Regions from separate parts of the Mus musculus genome. Here all the other regions are linked to region 2. A link is a contact called in public HiChIP or PLAC-seq data. All regions are on one chromosome and are shown on one strand. The core of a region is the stretch at or near the end of the contact, and the rest is flanking DNA. Distances in the headings are between cores, read along the strand shown.

Region 1 (2,700 bases), core at 94-2,593, 360 kb before region 2:
TGATGCCTTAAGTAAAAAAGGGAGACAAAGTTAGGATGACAGGAAAGCTGAAGGATCAAATGTTACATTACAGACACAGGGCAGACTGTGCAGCTTAGCAGGGAAATCAGAGAATGACAAGATGGCTTCCAGGGAAGTGGAGGTTTGGGGGTAGACCACACCATTTTATACGTTCATAGTTTCAGTAGTTTTAGTCTACATATGCTAAATCTGGGAACATAGAAACAGTACCTCTTTAATATTTGAGGGTTTAGAGCTGAAGGATAGATACACAATGCCACAAATGCCCCGCTCTTCAGGAAGGTCAACCCTGAAGAACAATTAATTCCATTTCATGCAGCCCAGTTACTATCTGTGCTCCTGGGGAAAGATGTCATCATCTTGATTTCGGTCCCTGAGTGTGTGGAATGTAGTCAAGTGTACAATGTCATCAAAAGCACTGCACTGAAACTATTATTCTTATAAATGTTAGTGTTCTAAGGGAAACAGATCTAAGACACACTCTGTGGGCTTCCCCCTATGTGTTCACTGACATATTACAGTACTTTCAGGTTTAACTCAGGCACACATGTGTATACAGGTATATTTTGTATATGTGTTTACATACGTATTCTAAACTTATCAGAAGCTACTGCCTAAGAATAATTAAAATGAGAAATAATTAAAGTGCATTAAAGTGTAAGTTATACTCTGAGTGATGGAAAGGAGAAGCTGAGATCCAGACCGGACACTGGGTGCACGAGGAGGAAGACAAGCAGCAGGGCTGAGCCACACGGCACGCCAGCCCCACACTGTCTCTCTCTCTCTTCAGTTGTAAACCCTCTCGTTCTGCATTCCCGGGATCCAGCACATGTAGACTAAAAGCACTAAAAGTACTGTTTGCTAAAAGTGTGAAGCTATCTTAAGCCTCACGAGAGTAATCCAGAAGATGATTAAAGGAAAGAACAAATTCTAACTCTGAAGACATATAATAAATTGAGATTTATTGCCTTAGGAATTGGGTAACAGCAGCCAAGGATGTGAAAGGACTTTCCTCTTAATGTGGAGATAATAAAGTGTACTGAAATGACAGCATTGAGAACACAGGGAAGACAGAAACACGAACTGAGGGAAATGTAGACTCAATCCCCAGAAGCTGCTAAGTATCCAACAGGAGCCTGTTTTCAAGCCGTCTCCATCTGCTTTCTGAGGCCAGGTTCTGACCTATCCTACTTACATGTCCATACTCTAAAAGTGCTGCCTTTGGCTGGCTCTGGTCCAACAGTGGTCACTCAAGATCCCTGTCCCAGTCTTGTGTGGGACTGGCTTGCCCTGCTTTAGGGAAGGTTGCCCCATCTACCCTGTGGGAGCTAACCACATATGTCATGCTGTCTGTACTCTGAAACCACAATCTCTCAGTTCTTTAAGGGCTCATGAGACAGCTGCTCCTCAAAGGACTGAAGGGAGCACCACATAGAAGGACCCAACGTGATATTTAACTCCTCAGACCCATATGAGGTCCTCATCAGACAGGACTTAAAGGTAGGCAGGCAGAGTAAGTGAGAGCACAAATGTGGAATAAGCTGTGAAGAACACTGGGTGATGATGCTCTTGCAAGAAGAGCAAAATAACATTGCTTCCTCCAATTAACAAGATCATTACCTTACTTCAGTCAATCTATGTTCACTGTTCTGAATTTAGGCTGTATGGATACAAGTCCCCAATCACTCATACAGTATTACCTGTTGGCACATATAATATCCAAGCAGGCATCTTTCTGTGTGCTTGTGTGCATTCTCCCTCAGAGTACCAAGTCATGCAATCAGCTTTCCTTAACATACTTCCAGCCAAGAAACAGTCTGGCTTTGCCACTTTCACATGCCACAGCACGGTTGAACCACTCAACGTCTGCAAGTCATCTACTGAGAGAATCTGAGCTGTTCACACTTTTGCATCTTCCTGTTACAGCCAACACTGGGTAGAATACCCCCATACCTGAACAATTTGAAATCACTCCCATTTTTAGCTGTACCAGATGCTAAGGCACAGTTCACAGGCTCACCCAGGCATCATGTGCAGGCTGACACACAACAGCTGCCCTCCCCTCTCTTATGTTGGGGTGGCTCTCCTCATCTTTACAGTACGGTTAACATGGAGATGCTGCAACTCCACCACCACCACCACAAACACACACACACACACACACACACACACACACACACACACAAACACACACACAGACATAGACACACACACACACATAGACACACACATACACAGAAAGAGACACACAGACACACACACACACACACACACACACACACACACACACACACCAATGTTTGAGGTCACATCTCATGAACTTGCTATGAAAAACTCCTCAAAAGTGGAAAGTAAGATTTTCAGGAAGAAAAATCCTCACAAAAGTTAGAAACTTCTGTCAACTCTGCCAGAGTTGTTGGTGCCGGCTCCTCAGAGCCAAGGCTTGTCTACAAGCTGCACTCACACCGTGGCTACACCCTGCCTCCAGAACACAGCGGCAGAAGGCAGGCCTTACGTGAATGGGCGGCTTTCCTGTGCTTTTTTATTTCATTAATTTCACAGCTGACAAATGGGCTCCTCCAAGACTTAAGTGATACAGCAAACTTCTATTTTCAATCTTTCTTTTTATTTTAAGCATCTTAAACATCTCTGAAGTGGTATCTTCTTTAAGTCAAAGGT
Region 2 (2,700 bases), core at 102-2,601:
AAGTATTTTTAAATAGAGCCCTTCCCTCAGCAACAGCACAATACACATACTGAGAACAAATGAGCATTTGTGTTTGTTTGCCTTAAATTAGGAGTACAGTTTGGAATTGGTTTGAAAGTCTGAGAGTGGTGGGTATAGCGTCCATTTCTTGACCCCTTTGGTCTGACTTTCGTGTCCTGCTTCCACTCTGAGCTAAGGTTGTTTTAAGAGAATCATCATTACTATGTGGCCCTAGCACGCACTTCTTTTCTCTCCCTTTAGAAAAGCTGTCACCCGGGCTGGTGAGATGGCTCAGTGGGTAAGAGCACCCGACTGCTCTTCAGAAGGTCTGAAGTTCAAATCCCAGCAACCACATGGTGGCTCACAACCACCCGTAATGAGATCTGATGCCCTCTTCTGGTGTATCTGAAGACAACTACAGTGTACTTACATATAATAAATAATAAATAAATAAATCTTTAAAAAAAAAAAAAAAAAAAAAAAAAGAAAAGCTGTCACCCATCCCTGTGACAGGAAAATGCTCGTCGGGAGGGAGAAGGATTCATATGCATATCACATATCTTTAATCAAGTTAATTAAACATCATCTCCAGGTTGTCTGAGAGTAGCATTAGCCATGAAATTTAAAAGTCAGACAGCTAAGAGACATAGAAAAACAGAGGTGGCTTGTTTTATCTGTCCATCCATCCGTCTGCCCATCCATTCATCTGTCCATCTGTCCTCTGTAGAAGTGTCCTAGCCTTTGTACAGAGCCCAATTTCATACTGAAATCTACAATGGCCTGTTGTGAGTTGGATCTCTTCTAACGCTGTCTGCAGAGCCTGGGCTTCCTGCTGAAGGTTGTTGGTTCACAGGATGTCAAATCCAAAGAGTCGTTTTTAGAGTGAAATTTATTCAATCTTATCTAAGCAGGAAGCCAATTAGTTACTTTAGAAAGTCTCCATAGTTCAAAGCTGGAGGCCAGTTTCTACCTTCAAATACTGTTGTTTCATGCATGTCAAAATGTTGTTTCCCAGTGAGAGTTCCTTCCTTCCTCTTGGAACAGACACAGCCAGATACTTTCAGTTTACAGATTAAGGGTGGATCTAACTGTCATAATAATTTTTTATCGTATCTCCAAATCAAAACTAATAACATTGTTTATCAGAATTGACTTGTCTGTATACAGTTCTGTTTATTCAGGCCTTAAAAAACAAACAATACTTAATACCCCAGCAACTTAGTAGGCCTTTCACAGACAATATGCGTAAGTTCCTGGGGAAATACTTGCATTTGTGGCTCCAGGCTGTTAGTCGTAGGTTGCTCATGCTTGGTGGATGGATGCTCAGCCTCTATACTTTGACTTCTTGTCTTCACTTCCTGTTTCACTTCACTTGCTTTTTATCACAGCAAAATACCAAGACAGCCCCTCTATAGAAATGGAGTTTCCAGCCAGCGCCAGGTGTCACCCTGGGTCCTTAGATTTTTTCAGAGTGTCTTGTCACACTTCTGGGAATATCCAGGGGCAGTTTGCCATACAGGTCGTATACTATAGGTTTATGATACAGTTTCCCATCTTTTGCTTAAATGGTTGAGATGGATTTATCCTTTTTTTCTTCTTGAATTCTACTCTGAAACAATATATACTACAATAATGTAAGTTACAATAATACAAATATAATATATGAAATAATGAAAAAATATATTCTATAATAATGTATGACATAATGCAAATAATGTATATTTGAGCAAAGACAGCTCCAGTAAGTGGATTAGCCATGTTTCATATGTGTCTGAGCAAAGACAGCTCCAGTAAGTAGATTAACCATGTTTCATATGAAATGTCATTTTGATGTCTCCCGTACTCACCTGGTTCTTGGAAGGGTGATGTAATGAGAGACTGGAGAGGTGGCTCAGTGGTCACGAGCATTTGCTGCTCTTGCAGAGGACCCAGGTTCAGTTCCCAGCACCCACAACCACATGTAACTCCAGTTTCAGGGCATCTAACACCTTCTGGCCTCCACAGACACTGCACACACATGGTACAGTGTGTACCATACATACATATATGCATATATATATATATATATATATATATATCTCAAACTTACACATAAAATAAAAAAAAATAAAGGCAAAATTGTTGAGTACAACTCTCGAGCCATATGACCTTATAAAAAATTAATGGCCACAAAAACACTTCCTCTTAAAATTTAGTATTTATTTTTATTTTGTGCTCTCTAACAAAAACTTGGTCTTGCTTTAATTTCCTCTTAGCTTCTCCGTATACAGCCTCAACCCCCAACATCAACAGCGTGAGAAATGCCGACTCAAGAGGCTCTCTCATTAGCACGGACTCAGGGAACAGCCTTCCAGACAGGAACCCCGAGAAGAGCAACTCTCTGGATAAGGTGATTTCTTTTCGCTTAAAACAGGGTTTCTGATCTCTAATGGGGGTAGCCAGTGTAACCCGCTTCACGTTCTGCTGTTTATTACATGTGACCTTCTGTGTGTTTTTAAATACCGTAGCCAGCACGCTGTAGATGACAGGGCTTCTGCTAGGATTGTGACTCAGTCATTGTCTCTGTGTGTTAGGTCGCTGCTGGTAATGACAGCAGATCCTTCTTCACGTCAGGCAGGCATGCGTCCTGGAGCTCCCGTATCCATGGAGTCCTCTCAAACCCTGATCTCATTTCCTGGGTCTCAGATCCAGACAGTGTTT
Region 3 (2,700 bases), core at 35-2,534, 410 kb before region 2:
AGCAAATAAAAAAGAACTCTGGCTGCACATCTGTTCCTCTGTCGCCCAAACCTAACGGAGTTAGTGAAACACAAGCCTGAGGCAAGAGACTCCCAGACAAAAGGGCCGACTGACCGACTGTTAGCCCAAGGTGGCCAGTTGACAGCGCTCTCCCAAAAGCACCTGCCCAGGCCTATGGCAGGGCTGTGGGCAGACCTTCTGAGTTACAGAGCATGCCAGGACAGCAGACACTTTGGTCTGAGGCTGGCCTGGTGGTGCAGCCAGCTGTGGAACCAGTTGTGGAAGCAAGCTGCACAGGCAGAGGGATATTTCAAGTGTTATCACGGCAATGTTTTGGACTGAAACAAAATTTAAAATGCTTTTTCTCATTTGAAATAATTTCAAACGTGAAGCTTCAGAAGTTCCCTAAAAATCCTGCTGGCTCCTCACCAAGAGCAGCTGCCATGATTTGTCGAGTTGCTTCATCATCTCCTGAGCCACTGTTAATGCAGCTGGAAAAGCTGGAGTCCGACACTAATAACCTCATCCACCCACAGTCCACACCATCAGCTGACTGACTAACGGCTTTCACTGCAGACTTCTCTCCCAGCGCATTCAGACCATAGACGTCAGCTAGGTGGAGGGAGCAGCCTCCTCATTCCCTTTACCTGTAGCACTTCCTGACATTCTAATTTATGAGCAATACAGGCTTATATGAAGAAATCAGGCTATAAAGAATAAACAATACTTTACTCAGGTCCCTCAGGTTGCGTAAAGTGCTGTATTTTGAATCCCTTTCATTGCATAAATACAGTGCTTCTTTGTTCCATTATTGGTGATGTTAGTTTTGATAATTGGGTGGGACCCGATTTCTTTACTATGTGGATGTTATTGTCCTTGTGTAGCAAGTATCTTATCGATGAGGAGATAGTGTGAAAATATAGAAACAGGCAGATTTTTCACATATTAAAGACTTTCCCTTGAATTAATGTTTATTATGGTTGTAAAGCTGTGGTTTCTAAGAAAACACTGTCCTTTCTACTATCTGGAAACATGCTCTTTCTTCTACATATTTCTGTAATATTTATCTATCAGCATCAGCACAGCGATCTGAATGAGAAGAGTCTCTCATAGTCTCAGGCACATGAACACCCTGGTTCCCAGTTAGTGACACTGTTTGCGGAGGTTTAGGCGGTGAAGCCTTGCTGGAGGAAGTGTGTCACTGAGGGTGGGATCTGGAATTGAAAGCCTCACTCTGCTTCCAGTTTGTTCTCTGAGCTTAGTGCCTCTGTCTGAACACGTGAAACACAACTTCCTGCTTCTGCTGCCCTGCTTTCCACTGCTGCTAGACCTCCCCGACAGCGAGACTTACCACAGTGGAACCATGGGTGCGCGCGCGCGTGCGCGCACACACACACACACACACACACACACACACACACACACACACAAAGAACCCATGCTATGCTAATTTCATTTCTCCCTCAGTGGCAGAATTACAGCTCCTGAACCACTGAAAATTAACCAAAGAAAAAGCTTAAGACTTGTTTAAAAAAAAAAACCAAAACATAAAAGTAAAAGCCTCACAGAGGTGCTGCTCTTTTCCTACCTCCTCTCAACCCTGGGACTCCAGACCCTTCCCGCCTTAGCCTTCTACACAGCAGGATGACAGGTGTGTGTAGGGAGCTAAGGTACAAGGAGTACATGCTCCCGTGTGCGTGCGTGTTCCCACGAGCCTGCCCCTGCACAGGTCAACCTTCTGTGTCCTTCCTGAGCTACTGACCACCTAGTTTTTTGAGATAAGACCATCTTTTTGCTGAAACCCGAGTTCTGCCAATTAGGCCAGCCTGGATTGCCTAAGCAAGCCCTAAGACCATCCTATCTCTGTCGTCCCAGAACTGGGGTTACAATGTTGGCATTATTAATGGGTTCTGGAGATCCAGCTCTGGTCCTCAGGCTTGCATGGCAGGCACTTTATCATCTCTACAGTCCCCTAATCAAGCTTTTATTTCTTGCTGGTCCAAACTGCTTCAAGCCTGCAGCGTGGATTGGACTGAGTACGGGTGTCACTGGTTACCTGCTCTTCAGAAACTTCCAGGGGAGGAGATGCTCGCTGCTCAGACCGAGGTCCATCTTGATAGTTGATATTTCGTCGCTGACGTAAAGGGGGGAAAAGCCGGTTCCAATTGATCATTCCTCCCTACAAAGAGAGCAACACAGGTCAGTCAGGAAAGCAGCAGATACCTGCAGTGCCTAGGGAGCCTTCCTAGAGGCAGTCAGAGCCCCAGCTGGGAAATGAAACCACTCTCAACCAAGAGGATAAAGCCAGCCCCTGCCACAGGCACAGGAGAGAAAAGGCTCCAGGTCGTGTGAAGTGTTTTGTGTGGCTGGCACAAGGTGGCAAAAATGCAGACTAGACCTCCTAAACAGCCTCAGCCTCACGGACCCAACACTGGCCATGGCCACAGCCATATCTTAAGAGTTCAAGGTTCTGCAGGGTGCCATGGAGACACAGACATGGATAAGGAAATAAGAAGAAAGCCACTGCTTCAGACACTACCAGCCCGTGCTCTATGTACTCATTTCTGAGCGTCTGTGGTCCAAGAAGACCAGAGGCTGTAATGAAGTCTACACCCAGTGACAAGACCAGAGGTTGTAATGAAGTCTACACCCAGTGACAAGACCAGAGGTTGTAATGAAGTCTACACCCAATGACAAGAC
Region 4 (2,700 bases), core at 53-2,552, 460 kb before region 2:
ACACTGGCAGGTGAGGCCCTGGGATCAGTCTTTTCCCTCCTCCAGTGCTGGGGTCCAGGCACCAGGCACTCACTGCACATGGCTTGGGCAGCAAGCACTTTACCCACGGAACCACTGCCCCAGCTCTGTTCTTTGTGTATCTGCACACTGCCCACTGTTCTACAGAACTTAGAAATTACAGGTAGCTCCAGCTAGAGGATATTTTGGTTTAAAACAACTTCAGTACCAAATGCTCATGCGATCACTGGGGAAAATGGTAGGAAATATTTAGTTCAACAAGTAAACAGGATAGCAGGCTTGAAGATGATTCCACATTTTGATCACAGTGCATTCTAAGAGTAACCTGAATTGAGAGAGGACGTTTCTGTATCTGTGCCTGAGTGAAACGCAGTAGAAGAGGTTGAAGTACCAGTCTTTGCACAGGTCCTCTGGTGCCCTCTTCTGATCAGATGTGGTACTGAAGCCCAGGCTGAAGTGGGTGGGCCCCTTGGGGTTTTGTAAGGGTCCCCCTCCCAAAAGGCCACACTTCTGTTAAACCTTCTGCAAGCAGACTAAGGACTTGGTCAGAACCTCATGACTGTGAGGAGATGAAATGTTGCAAAGTTATCTTGGGCTAGCTTTGGCCCCTGTAGTTGCTACTCATTGCAGATCTGTCTGACATAACACTCTTGTGACCTTCCAGTGTAGCCTTTGGGATGCATGAACAGACCACAAGCCTACATTGTCCCTAAGGTTGAGAATGTGACAGAGCATGCAGCGCTCCCTTCAGCATGGTGAGACCCACAGCAGACATGTCCCCATTTTGCTGTAACACAGGTAAACATGCCTCCACCAATGGATTTGGAAGAGCTTTAGGGGTTTTTCCTGTACTTATAAGAACATGCCATGTATGAACAGTATTTGGGGCAACTTGAATCCATCTTCACAGGCCTTAGTCATGCATTTTGCCTTCAGAATTAACTACTTCTTATTCCCTTTGAGGTGAGAACTGTACTGTGTGTGGATAGAGTTCTGGTAAAGCCAGCGGGACATTTCCTTGGAATAATGTTTGTAAATGCCTAAAGTAAAGCAAAGAGTGGATGAATTACTGTATGGAAATACAGAGACACTAGCACTGGAGTGCAGAATAAACGTGTTTGTGATTTAATAACTTATTAAACAATTAGTAAATTATAATTTCAAAGTTATGAGACATTAAACATAAAAAAGGAGAAATGTTCAGATCTCTATAGCAATGGCAATCTGTATGTAAACACCTGTGGTTTTTGCCAGCGGAAAAGCAGTAGAGGATGTGTTGAGGAAGTTCTCACAGCTGCCAATAACAATACACCACAAACAGGGTGGCTTAAAGTGAGATTTTCATGCTCCTGCTCGCCTGGGAGATGAAGTTCTAAACTCTAGGTGTAGTCAGGACCATGCTCTCTCCAGGGCTCCTGTTTCATCCAGCTTCCGGTGAGCCTGGGATTTCCATGGCTCATGGCTAGACTACTCCATCTTTGCTTCTGTCTTCATGGACTTGTCTATATAGCTTTCATTATGACACGGGACATCCTGAACGGTACCCAGGGAACAGCTATTTCAAGGCAATAAGCATTCACTGTGGTCACTGTGTCCTGCTGTGATCAGAGAGGATGCCCTCGCTGCTGAGCAGGATCCAGACAGCATTGTCAGGTAGCATGGTGCTTTGTGCGATCAACCCCAGGCTTCTAGCATTCCAGAGATCAAGGCAAAGCAGAGACATTTAGATAGGAAGAGTATCTTGTACTGAGGCTTGTAGAACTTGGTTTGGGTCTAGGATGTTGGGAGAATGAGAACCATCAAGACAAATATCAGATGTCAGGAACAGAATAAGATGAAATAAAACCCCAGAAAGATGTTTGATACATAGCTTAAAAGTTGCACTATTTTATTAAGTACACACACACAGAGCCACCTTGGCCATTGTAACATAAGCTAGGGTCATATGAAGAAGAGAACCTCGGTGGGAAAATGCTTCCACAATACTGGCCCATAGGCAACCCTAGGCATTTTCTTGAGTAGTGATTGATGTCGGAAGGCCCAGTCCACAGTGGACAGTGCCACCTTCAGCAGGCAGTCCAGAGATGTCTACGAAAGCAGGCTGAGCCCGTCATGAGGAGGGAGCCAGAGAGCAGCATTTCTTCAGTTCGTGCTTCTAGGTTCCGGCCCTACTCAGTGACTATAAAGTGCAAGATGAAATAAACCTTTTCCTCTCCAGGTTGGGTTGGGTCAGAATTTTTATCACAACAACTTCTCAAGAGGCACACACCACAGTGCTTTACTTTTGACGTAGGTGTTTGAGATTTGAATTTCAATTTTGGATGGCAAGTGAACCTTACTTACTCACTGAGCCACCTGTCCAGCCTGAAGAATTAAAAAAAAATTTTTTTTTTACTTTTTTGTTTTATGTGTATGACTTTTGGCTGTGTGTACATGGGCGCATCGTATGCATGACTGGTGCCAACAGAGGGCAGGAGAGGGCATCGGATCCCAGGAACTAGAGTCATGGGTAGTCGTGAACTGCTGTACCAATATGGAGAATGGTGCTCAGGACCCCTGGGTGAACAGCAAAGGGCTCTTAAGTGCTGACCTATCTCTCTCTCCAGCACTAACACTTCCCCCACCCCTGGTGGAGGCGGGGATTGACTTTTAGAGACAGGATCTCACTGTGTACCACTGACT

The links. HiChIP or PLAC-seq counts read pairs in DNA pulled down with a chosen protein or histone mark.
Region 1: a contact with region 2 is called in an H3K27ac HiChIP or PLAC-seq map of microglia, with 5 times the contacts expected there. The contact joins two enhancer-like sites. A contact is called at or near these places in 2 of 39 promoter capture datasets (liver and pre-B cells) and 1 of 115 datasets of contacts at active chromatin or transcription factors (microglia).
Region 3: an H3K27ac HiChIP or PLAC-seq map of microglia shows a contact between it and region 2, with 5 times the contacts expected there. The contact joins two enhancer-like sites. A contact is called at or near these places in 2 of 115 datasets of contacts at active chromatin or transcription factors (memory CD8 T cells and microglia) and 1 of 9 other capture datasets (pancreatic islet).
Region 4: a contact with region 2 is called in an H3K27ac HiChIP or PLAC-seq map of large pre-B cells, with 4 times the contacts expected there. The contact joins two enhancer-like sites. A contact is called at or near these places in 1 of 15 datasets of contacts at CTCF or cohesin (large pre-B cells), 7 of 484 Hi-C or Micro-C datasets (B cells, the N1E-115 cell line, cerebellum and 2 more), 4 of 115 datasets of contacts at active chromatin or transcription factors (astrocytes, large pre-B cells, memory CD8 T cells and 1 more) and 1 of 9 other capture datasets (adipose tissue).

Annotation. Positions count from the first base shown.
Region 1 is chr14:121,957,529-121,960,228 of GRCm38.p6, reverse strand. The region is part of intron 4 of Ubac2 (ubiquitin associated domain containing 2); the gene reads right to left. All of the region lies in intron 1 of Gpr183 (G protein-coupled receptor 183), which reads left to right. Among named protein-coding and RNA genes, the nearest start is that of Gpr183, 6.3 kb to the left of the region's middle. Within about 2 kb of position 1,343, at least 52 of the 459 cell types and tissues checked have an H3K27ac peak or open chromatin away from gene starts, as enhancers often do. A contact at or near this core is called in microglia, where this site is marked.
Region 2 is chr14:121,599,377-121,602,076 of GRCm38.p6, reverse strand. Dock9 (dedicator of cytokinesis 9) reads left to right here. Exons shown (of 54, transcript NM_001081039.1): 34 at 2,256-2,389. Among named protein-coding and RNA genes, the nearest start is that of Slc15a1, 95 kb to the right of the region's middle. Within about 2 kb of position 1,351, at least 6 of the 459 cell types and tissues checked have an H3K27ac peak or open chromatin away from gene starts, as enhancers often do. A contact at or near this core is called in microglia, where this site is marked.
Region 3 is chr14:122,008,270-122,010,969 of GRCm38.p6, reverse strand. Ubac2 (ubiquitin associated domain containing 2) reads right to left here. Exons shown (of 9, transcript NM_026861.2): 8 at 2,057-2,179. Among named protein-coding and RNA genes, the nearest start is that of Gm33473, 15 kb to the right of the region's middle. Within about 2 kb of position 1,284, at least 121 of the 459 cell types and tissues checked have an H3K27ac peak or open chromatin away from gene starts, as enhancers often do. A contact at or near this core is called in microglia, where this site is marked.
Region 4 is chr14:122,062,468-122,065,167 of GRCm38.p6, reverse strand. No RefSeq gene overlaps it. Among named protein-coding and RNA genes, the nearest start is that of Timm8a2, 29 kb to the right of the region's middle. Within about 2 kb of position 1,302, at least 71 of the 459 cell types and tissues checked have an H3K27ac peak or open chromatin away from gene starts, as enhancers often do.